2 separate regions of the Mus musculus genome follow, and region 2 is linked to region 1. The links are chromatin contacts, called in public promoter capture Hi-C maps. All regions are on one chromosome and are shown on one strand. Each heading gives the region's core, a stretch centred on a gene start, on an enhancer-like site or on the middle of the called end of the contact. The rest is flanking DNA. Distances are from core to core; before and after follow the strand shown. Region 1 holds the start of Serpine3 (serpin peptidase inhibitor, clade E (nexin, plasminogen activator inhibitor type 1), member 3). Region 2 holds the start of 2700070H01Rik (RIKEN cDNA 2700070H01 gene).

Region 1 (4,482 bases), core at 1,710-4,209:
CAACCTGCTCTGTGGAATCACAGAACCAGGCGGCACTCACCCCCATGTCTACATGTATTGCTCTCCCAGACAGAGTTGCTGCCTTCAGAGTTCTCCTCATGTGCATAAGACAAGTTTCTGACCAGCCGTGATCTATATTGCAAGAGCACCACACTTGATGAATCGTAGTGTCCTGACTCTAAGTGAGCCTGTGGACGTGTATGCTGCTGTGGTCTAATTGCTGAGAACAACTGAGTTCTAAAAACTATCTTTGGTTTCAGTTGTCCCTAGAGAGAACAGCCTATTGGTTGTCCAGCAGGATTGTAAGACTTGTTTTAGCAGTGGTCAGGGTATACATTGAGGAGGACAGGTAGTTCAGGGGGCACCTGGTGCCAGACATGTTGAATTCTAACTTTGATTTGCTAGCTCAAGGGTCCACCCCCAGAGGACACCGTGGCTAGGCTGAGTTGGCATTATTTCTTGTGCCTTCTGACAAATCTTAATTCATCCAAAGACGACTCCTGCCAGTTTTAGTGATGTTCATTGCTTTGTTTGTTTTGAGATGGGGTTCCTGCTACATAACAGACTGGCTTGGAATTAAGAAATCCTGCCTCAGCCACCAACACTATGTTTTATATTGACATCTTATTCTGAGATTGAGAAGGGAAGGCTGTGTTAGCTTTAGCTTATAGCTGCTCACGTATTGAGCTGCATCACCCATGTAGGTCAATGCAGGCTGTGCTGTGTTCTAAAGACTTTCTCTGCTGTTAGCAGAGCTGTTTCGAGAAACAATATGTAGATATAAGCTGGCAGAAACCTCAGAATCATGAAAATAGGTTGGTCAAGAGCATAGTCCTGGATCTAAAGAGTGCATTTAAGAGCCGGGCGTGGTGGCGCACGCCTTTAATCCCAGCACTTGGGAGGCAGAGGCAGGTGGATTTCTGAGTTTGAGGCCAACCTGGTCTACAAAGTGAGTTCCAGGACAGCCAGGGCTATACAGAGAAACCCTGTCTCAAAAAAACAAACAAACAAACAAACAAAACAAAACAAAAAAAAGTGCATTTAAGCCCAGCCTGCCTTTTATTGACTGTGTGACTTCCAGCAAGTTGTCTCCACCCTCTGCCTATCTACTTCCCCAAATAGGGGTGCCAATGAAACCACCAACTTCAAAAGGCAATCAGTGACTGTTTAGAAGGTGTTCCCCACCTCTCCCAGCCACAGCAAGCATTCTAAAAGGGACAGTGACTCAAAACTGTGGTATTGCCATGAGGCTAGAAGGAAGTCCCCACAATCAAGAACAGCCATGGTAAAAGTCTGAGTGCTTCACGAATGGCCATGCCTCTCTCCCTGTGCACACTGGGATCTGCGCTCCCCGCCCAGAGCACTTGAGCAGGGTGGAGCAGGGAGCAGGGCTGAGAGAAGCAGGAGAGAGGAGCCTCTTACCTTGCACTGTATAGCCGAGGGCCCCAGCCAGCTGCCAGCCGGTGTTGCCCCTGGCTCCAAACTGCAGGATCTCCAGGGAGAGGGACACACTGGCCGGTGAGATGACGAAGTTTGTCCCGTTTCTCTCTGCTGCTGCACTCCGGTAAAGGTGGAGGGCAAACTCAGTCTTCAGCAGCCACAGGCCTTCACTGAGGGGGCTGCCCCCTCCTGCTGAGAAGCAGGAGGAGAGAAGAAAGAAGGTGACCTGCAGGAGAGGCAGCATGGAGACTGGACACCTGCAGTTCAGAGGGAGGGGAAGTACAGAGAGAATGCTGGTGACAAGGAAGACAAGGTGACAAGGCTCATCATCTGGGAACTGGGGCACCTGGCTCTGTTTTCAGTGGCCAGGTATGGCCCAAAGGACAGTCTCGCTTCACTTTCTTGCTTACCCACCATGCTCCTACATGTCTAGGATGCTTGGTTGGGCTGGGATCTTTTTGAAAACTCAACCCCGTGCTGGAAGATCTGCTCCTCTTACTGTACGTGAGGCCTTGGAAAAGTCCTGGTTATAGTGAAACAAGTCATTATGTTAAGAAATGTCAAAGTGCATCCTATGGTTTCCTAGTACTTAGCCTGCTTATAGCTGAGCCATGTTTCTTATGAGTCATTATAATATTAACCATACTCAAAGTTTATCTTTTAGGCTAAAAAGATTATATATTCTTGGTTGATATTCTCACATCCATACTAGGTATCGTAACTATAGTCATGGGGGCTGTGCTCTAGAGAACTCAGTGACTCACTGGTAGGGGGAGAATAACAGAGTTATGACAGATCCTGGCCTTTAAGAGTACTACATAAAATATTAAGAACATATATGTATGTTCTAAGAGTGATGAATGGGATAGCTGGGCCTAGAATATTAGATTTCATGCTACGTAGTAGATTATTCCACAGAGTAGAACAATAATAATAGAAAGCTCCTCCTCAGAACTGTGTCCTCCCAGGAAGAGGGGCTACCATGAGTAGCAAAGGAATCCAGAAGGGAGCAAGAAGAGCAGAGCAGAGCACTTTCACTACAGTAGCAATCTTTGCTAATTGCTTCAACTGTGGAATCAGACTAGGCCAATGGGAGAGAAATACCCAGTCCAAAGCACTTCCTATACAAGCTTATAAGCAAAGGCCTGGGCTCAGTGGAATTCCCTTTAAATAAAGATCTAAGAGAAAAAGCCATGTTTCCCAGCTCTTCCCTTCAGGGCTGAACACAAATACACGTGACCTCGGAACCCACGGAGTGGGAATTTGCATGGGTGCGTATGTCTAGAGAGAAAGTAGGCTTTACTCTAAGGTCATTAGTGAAAGCTTCAAGTCCTACTTTGAGAGTTCGTGCAGCTTCTATCAGCTTCCGAGACAAGAGCACTTGCAACCCTTAGCAAATAGACTTTGATGCCCAGACTCCTGGTGACCCAGGTCCTGCCATGACTACCAGGGATGTGTTGTATACTCACCGACTCTTTAATCAAATGGTAGTTTCCTTGTTTGATTCTGTTCTTGTGCCTTGAGCATCAACATGCTGCCCTTTTTAAAAGAGTAGGAGCAGAATGTGCCCCGAATCACAAGACATCCCAGGGAGGAAGCTGGTAATTGCCGTCTCTGCCGGCGATGTCTCTACCACTCCGTCCAAATTCCTGGAGCCTGGACGTTCTGCAGGGAGCCAGGAGAAGCATCTCAGCTGTAGGCAGCAAAGCCCAGATGAGAGCAGAGTATGCCTCGGGGACAGAGCCAGCCATGCCCATCAAGCCTTCTAAGGCTTGTGACCTGGTTGTACCAGCAAGGAACCCTCCATCTAGCCCTTTATGACTTTGAAGAATTCCGAGATAACTCTGGGTTTTTGCTGGGTGCCAGGTACCTAGTGCCTCTCTCCTCCTCCTGGAAACAAAACAATAGGTCAGTCTTTGAGCATGGCCTGGAACTTTCAGCAAGTGCAGGGCTGAAAAAGAAAAAAAAGCAAGCAGTGCAAAGTCTGGTTCAATCAGGTTAGAGCAAGACAGCTGGCCTCATCCATTATTAACAAAATCGAGTGTACCTGCTGTGTAATATGAGCCCTAGAACAGTCCTCAGATACAGTGCAACAAGCCCACTATAATAATTTAAGAAAGAGAGATCCCATGGGGGGTCCCTTTAACTTGACAAGTACTCACACCCCTATAATCAGTGGGCAATTCACTTTAAAGTTTAATCATAGATATTCAATCCAAGGGTATTTTGGGTCTTAGGATAGTTACAGTTCTGTAGCTGTTTCATATGAAATCTCTTCAAATCTTGAATTTTGATGTAAATTCACCATTGTGTGTCTTGGACTCTAAGCTACAGTATGGCAGGGGAAAGAAATGTATTTAACTTCTGTCAAAGTACCCAGAGAAAGCATTCATTCCATCTATTCGTGCATCCAAGAACTAGCTCCTGATTGCCTGCTGGGCCCCAAGGCTCTAGGCCTGGTTGGGGAATGTAGCATTGAATCAGCAGCCTGGGCTACACTCTCACTGGACTCTTGTCTTTCACTTTGAACGTGGACTTTAGATGTTTACACTGACAGCGTTAAACAGAAAGCTGCAGTAAATCCAAGGGCTTTTTGCGATGCCTCAAGGTTCTTAAGGTGGACTGACTTTAGCTAAAGTCGATTAATTAAGTAATTGCCAATAGCAGTACGGAGAGATGCCTGAGAAACGACTTCTGAAATTGGGCAATCTGGCTGTGTCACTTCTGTGAATGTGATTTCCTAACTTTATGAATGTACAATTCTAAACTGCTTTTGAAAACATTTTCATGAAACAATGCCAGGAAAACTTTAAATGCTCGAGACATTTCTCACATGGACTAAATATTTCAATGTGTGGATGAATAAAATATGAATAGCAACTGATGTTGCTTTGGGGTACTCAGCAGAAGCTGGTGTGTCATCATGGTGTCTGACCAGTTATAGAGATTGCATGTTGGCATCCATCTTGCCAGGATTGGTTATTTATATGGATATTGGTTATTCATAGCCGTAAAAACAAGCAAAGTGAACATTATTGAGTA
Region 2 (4,270 bases), core at 21-2,520, 390 kb before region 1:
CTGAACTTACTTGATTCCCCTGCCTCCATCTCCTGAGTGCTGGGATTACAGCACTGAGCAGCACCGTTTATGCAGTGCTGAGAATGGAACCCAGGGTTTCCTGTGTGCTAGGCAAGCACTCTACCGATTTAGCCACACCCCTGCTCTCTTCTAATAATAAGGTGCTTGCAATGCATACATAATCACTGTGTATACTAGCCTGGGCAAGGACAGAAAGACCAAAATGGGTCCTGCGATCCAGCATACAGGGATGCCAGCCACCTTTGGGAAGGTCACTGGGCCCCTATTCACACACTCAACAGGAGGTGCAGTCAGACTGACTGGGATAGAGAAGTCAGATGGAGCCGCACACTTTCCGAGGCCACCACCCTGTGGATCTTGATAACTGACCAGGATGACTGATGGCTTCCTCCATGCTGGGCATGATGCACTGATTCAGTTGCCACTTGACTCTTGCAGCCTAGCTTGAAGACAGGACCAGTCATAACCGCCTCTCGTAGGTTACTTGCTGAGGTCTAGAAGTGTTCTAAGACTTTGCTGAAGGTCACATGTTGTGGAAGTCTCGAGAGTCTGCCCCTGGGTAGACAACATCATGAGCACCATCATTAAATGCTGAACCAGATTGGAAAAAGATACTGATATCAAAGCCACCATGTCAGTCACATCATCTGGTGGGACATGGCTGCCACCCCATCACCTATAGGAGGCCTCTACCACACCACTGCAGTGCCAGGGCAGAACAGGGGGTGATGGGGCCCTGGCACAGTTAGAATCCTAGACTTCCATTTCTGGACTGGGTGAAATGACTCTCTTGCACAGAGTAAAGGCACTGTGGACTCTCCAGAATCATCCGTGCAATCAACCAACCAATCAATCAATCAATACAAACCAAAACCATGATAACCACAAAAAGTCAGGTGGTGTATATGTGTGCAACCCTAGCCCCTGGAAGGCAGAGGCAGTGGATCCCTGGGCTTGGTGGCCAGCCAGTGTAGCCTTCTTGCTGAGTTCCAGGCCACTGAGTAGTGTCTAAAACCAAGAATGAATACCTGAGGCTGTTCACAAGCACACACGCATGCAAGCATGCATGCATGCACACATGCATACACAGAGCCTCCTCAGTCCTTCGTTGGCTATTTGTGTGGTGGCTGTCCTTTGTAGTTATGTGTACCCAAGGATAGCACAGAGGGAGACGTCGGGGGGGGGGGGGGGGCTACATGCAGGAGTAGGGCTCACCCAGTATCCAGGACCCAAGAACAAAGCCGAAGCCTCCCTGATTTAAAGGCGGCAGCTGATGCTCCGCAGAACCAGGTCTGTGCCAAAGTAGGCAGAGCCCAGGGCCAGCCTCCTCCCCTCCCGTTGATCCCTCTGCTGGCCTGGAGGGAGGCTGGTGGCTGATAGGAGCTGGTTCCTCAGATGAGGTCATTTGTTTTGGTGCCAGGGGAAGGGAGGTGGTGGAGGCAGGGGCCCTGCTGTCTGCTCTCCGCTTGCTGGCGCCACAGGGTGGACAGCCTGGGTCTTGTCTGGACAGTGCCTCATTCTGAGAATGATGAGAAGAGACTCAGAGGGCAGGGAGTGGCCAGGCAGCCCATGCTTGAGGTCTGGAAGAGAAAATGGGAGCTCAACTGAAAGGCTGGGCTAGCCTCTTTCCTGGTTCTCTCAGGGGTCTGGTGAGCTCTGACTGGACCCTGAACTAGCCTACCACACGCAGAAGGAACAATTATGCTCCCCCGGACATCTGTGCTGCTATTCTGAAACACTTCCAGCATTTGTTGTTATCCTAGGAGGCCTTTCCAGCTCTTTGGGGTTTTCAGAGGCTACCCAGGAAAGCTTGTTAGTTACTTTTTTTTTTTTTTTTTCTGGGATGATGTGACCCACTTCCTAGCTCCACTCACTGATTAAAAGCTCCCAATGTGTCTATGAGGCCCAAGAACTCATTAAGAAATATTGTGGATGACAGGTCTTCTGTGTGCAAGTGGATTGAGGGGCTCTTAAAATGTTTGGGTTCATATACAGGTTCCCAGAGTGTTCTCAACACTTTCTTCATCCTCTTCCTCCTCACTCACCCACCAGAAACAGCCCCTTCCCTGCTTTGGACACAGTGCCATGTTCTTAAAATTCAAGTGAGTGGCAGTCCGTGGGGTTACTGTTGCGCCCAGCTTCTCTTCCCCATTGTTTTGTCTGGGAGGTTGCCTACAATGCTGCGTTGTGAGTAGCAGAAGGTTTTTTTTTAGCTTGGGTGTGTTCCATTTAAAAGCACTCCAATATTGGGCTAGTGAGACAGCTCAGGGTCATCTCTGCGCCACTCCTAGAACCTATGTACAAAGAGAGAAGGGAAGGGAAAAAAAGAAACCAACTCGACAAAGCTGTCTCCTGACCTCCACACATGGGTTGTAGCATGCACATGCACAACACACACACAGACACACGCACATGCATGCACACACCACCCACATTTCACTCGAACATACACACATGCAAATGCACACACACACACACATCATATCTTCATAGAAGTAATCTCAAGGACTTTCTAAAATTAACATTTGAAAGATTTTACTTGAAACTTTTAACCAGCTTCTAAGAATTTATTATTTGTTGTGTTTCTGGTTATTTTCCCTCTTGCCTTTTCCATGGGAAGAACGATTCACTTGATGTAGCCTACTAGTTCCTAAAATGCCATTTGTGCTCTATTTCAGGTAAAATGATGATAAAGCAATCCTATGGCTCCCTCTTTATAATTTCCTATCTCTGATTCATTTTGAGTTTATTCTGGGATAAGGTCTGCATGAGCCACCAGCCTTATTATTTCAGAGCGGCATCCCTAATTAATGAACAATGTATTGTTGTCCCTACTGACCGAATGACTTGTTGTTGGTCCTATTAATTGAAAGGTCCTTGTCTTTCCTCTGCTGCTTGTCAATGCAGCTGGTCACGTCCTGTTATCGGCTTCCTTGGTTAAGGCTTGGATATCTAGGAGGAGACTTAGGCGGACTCCTCATCTTCTGAATTTCTGATGACAATCTTATTTAAAAACTTTATTAAGGAGCTTGAGGTTCAGTCTGCGTGATTCAAAGATTTTGTGGGATTACACTCATATTTAAAGTTGACAGGAAGGAGGTGACCAGGATGCTGTATTAGATGTCTTTATCTTTGCATCCTTGAACATCTTTTATTGATTCCTTCTTCAAAGTTTAAAGCCATCTTCACAGGTGTTGGCCTGTTCCTTGTTACCCTTGTTCTATGTGTTGTCTTTTGTTGTTTACTGTTGAGAAGAGGTTTGTTTGTTTGTTTGTTTGTTTATCTGTGCAGGTGAGTCGAACATGGGGACATTTTGATTCGCCTCACTGTCTTTTGGATGGTGGTTATGTGACCCAACTCTGAATGAGGAATATCTGATGATCTAGCTGGGTGTTTCGAAGATTAGAAATATTGTGTGAGTCATTAAGAAATGAATTTGGGGGACTGAAGAGATGGCTCAGTGGTTAAGAACACTGACTGTTCTTTCAGAGGTCCTGAGTTCAATTCCCAGCAACCACATGGTGGCTCACAACCATCTGTAATGGGTCTGACACCCTCTTCTGGTGTGTCTGAAGACAGCATCAGGGTACTCATATAAATAAATAATTCCAAAAACATTAACAAAGAAATGGATTCGACTTATATGTCCATTGAATGAATGAATAACGAAAATGTGATTCACACACAAAGGAAAATGAAATTAGCAGGAAAAAAAAAAAAACGATGAAACTGGAATGCATTACTCTGAGTAAGGTAACCGAGAAGACAAATGTTATCCAGGCAGTGGTGGCGCACACCTTTAATGCTAGCACTTAGGAGGCAGAGGCAGGCAGATTACTGAGTTCGAAACCAGCCTGGTCTACAGAGTGAGTTCCAGGACAACCAGGACTACACAGAGAAACCCTGTCTGGAAAAAGCAAAAAACAAAAAAACAAAAAAACAAAGGAGGAGGAGGAGGAGGAGGAGGAGGAGGAGGGAGAGGAGGAGAAGGAGAAGGAGAAGACAAATGCTACATATTCTCCCTCATATGTGGGTGTGGGTCCTGGCTTTGAAGGATTTATGTATTTAATTTGGAAGTATCTGTAGAGCCCAGGAGGCTAGAAAGGGCCATAAGAGGGAGAAGGAAGGAGGCTTTAAAGGGAGATGGGGGTGTGGGGCTCTGGAATTGTGGTGGTGGTGGTGGGCAGGAATACTGGGAATTAAAGACTTAAGCAGGAACTGTGGCAAGGGAAAGAGGAGAGGAGAAGAT

Evidence for each region. Capture Hi-C pulls out chosen DNA fragments and counts their contacts.
Region 2: a promoter capture Hi-C map of adipose tissue shows a contact between it and region 1. The contact joins the promoter of 2700070H01Rik here to the promoter of Serpine3 in region 1. A contact is called at or near these places in 3 of 9 other capture datasets (adipose tissue, embryonic stem cells and liver).

Annotation. Positions count from the first base shown.
Region 1 is chr14:62,662,144-62,666,625 of GRCm38.p6, reverse strand. Serpine3 (serpin peptidase inhibitor, clade E (nexin, plasminogen activator inhibitor type 1), member 3) reads right to left here and starts at 2,959. Exons shown (of 9, transcript NM_001199945.1): 1 at 2,910-2,959; 2 at 1,423-1,697. The coding sequence starts at 1,684.
Region 2 is chr14:63,052,073-63,056,342 of GRCm38.p6, reverse strand. It overlaps 2700070H01Rik (RIKEN cDNA 2700070H01 gene), which reads right to left and starts at 1,270. Exons shown (of 3, transcript NR_046019.1): 1 at 1,237-1,270; 2 at 391-576.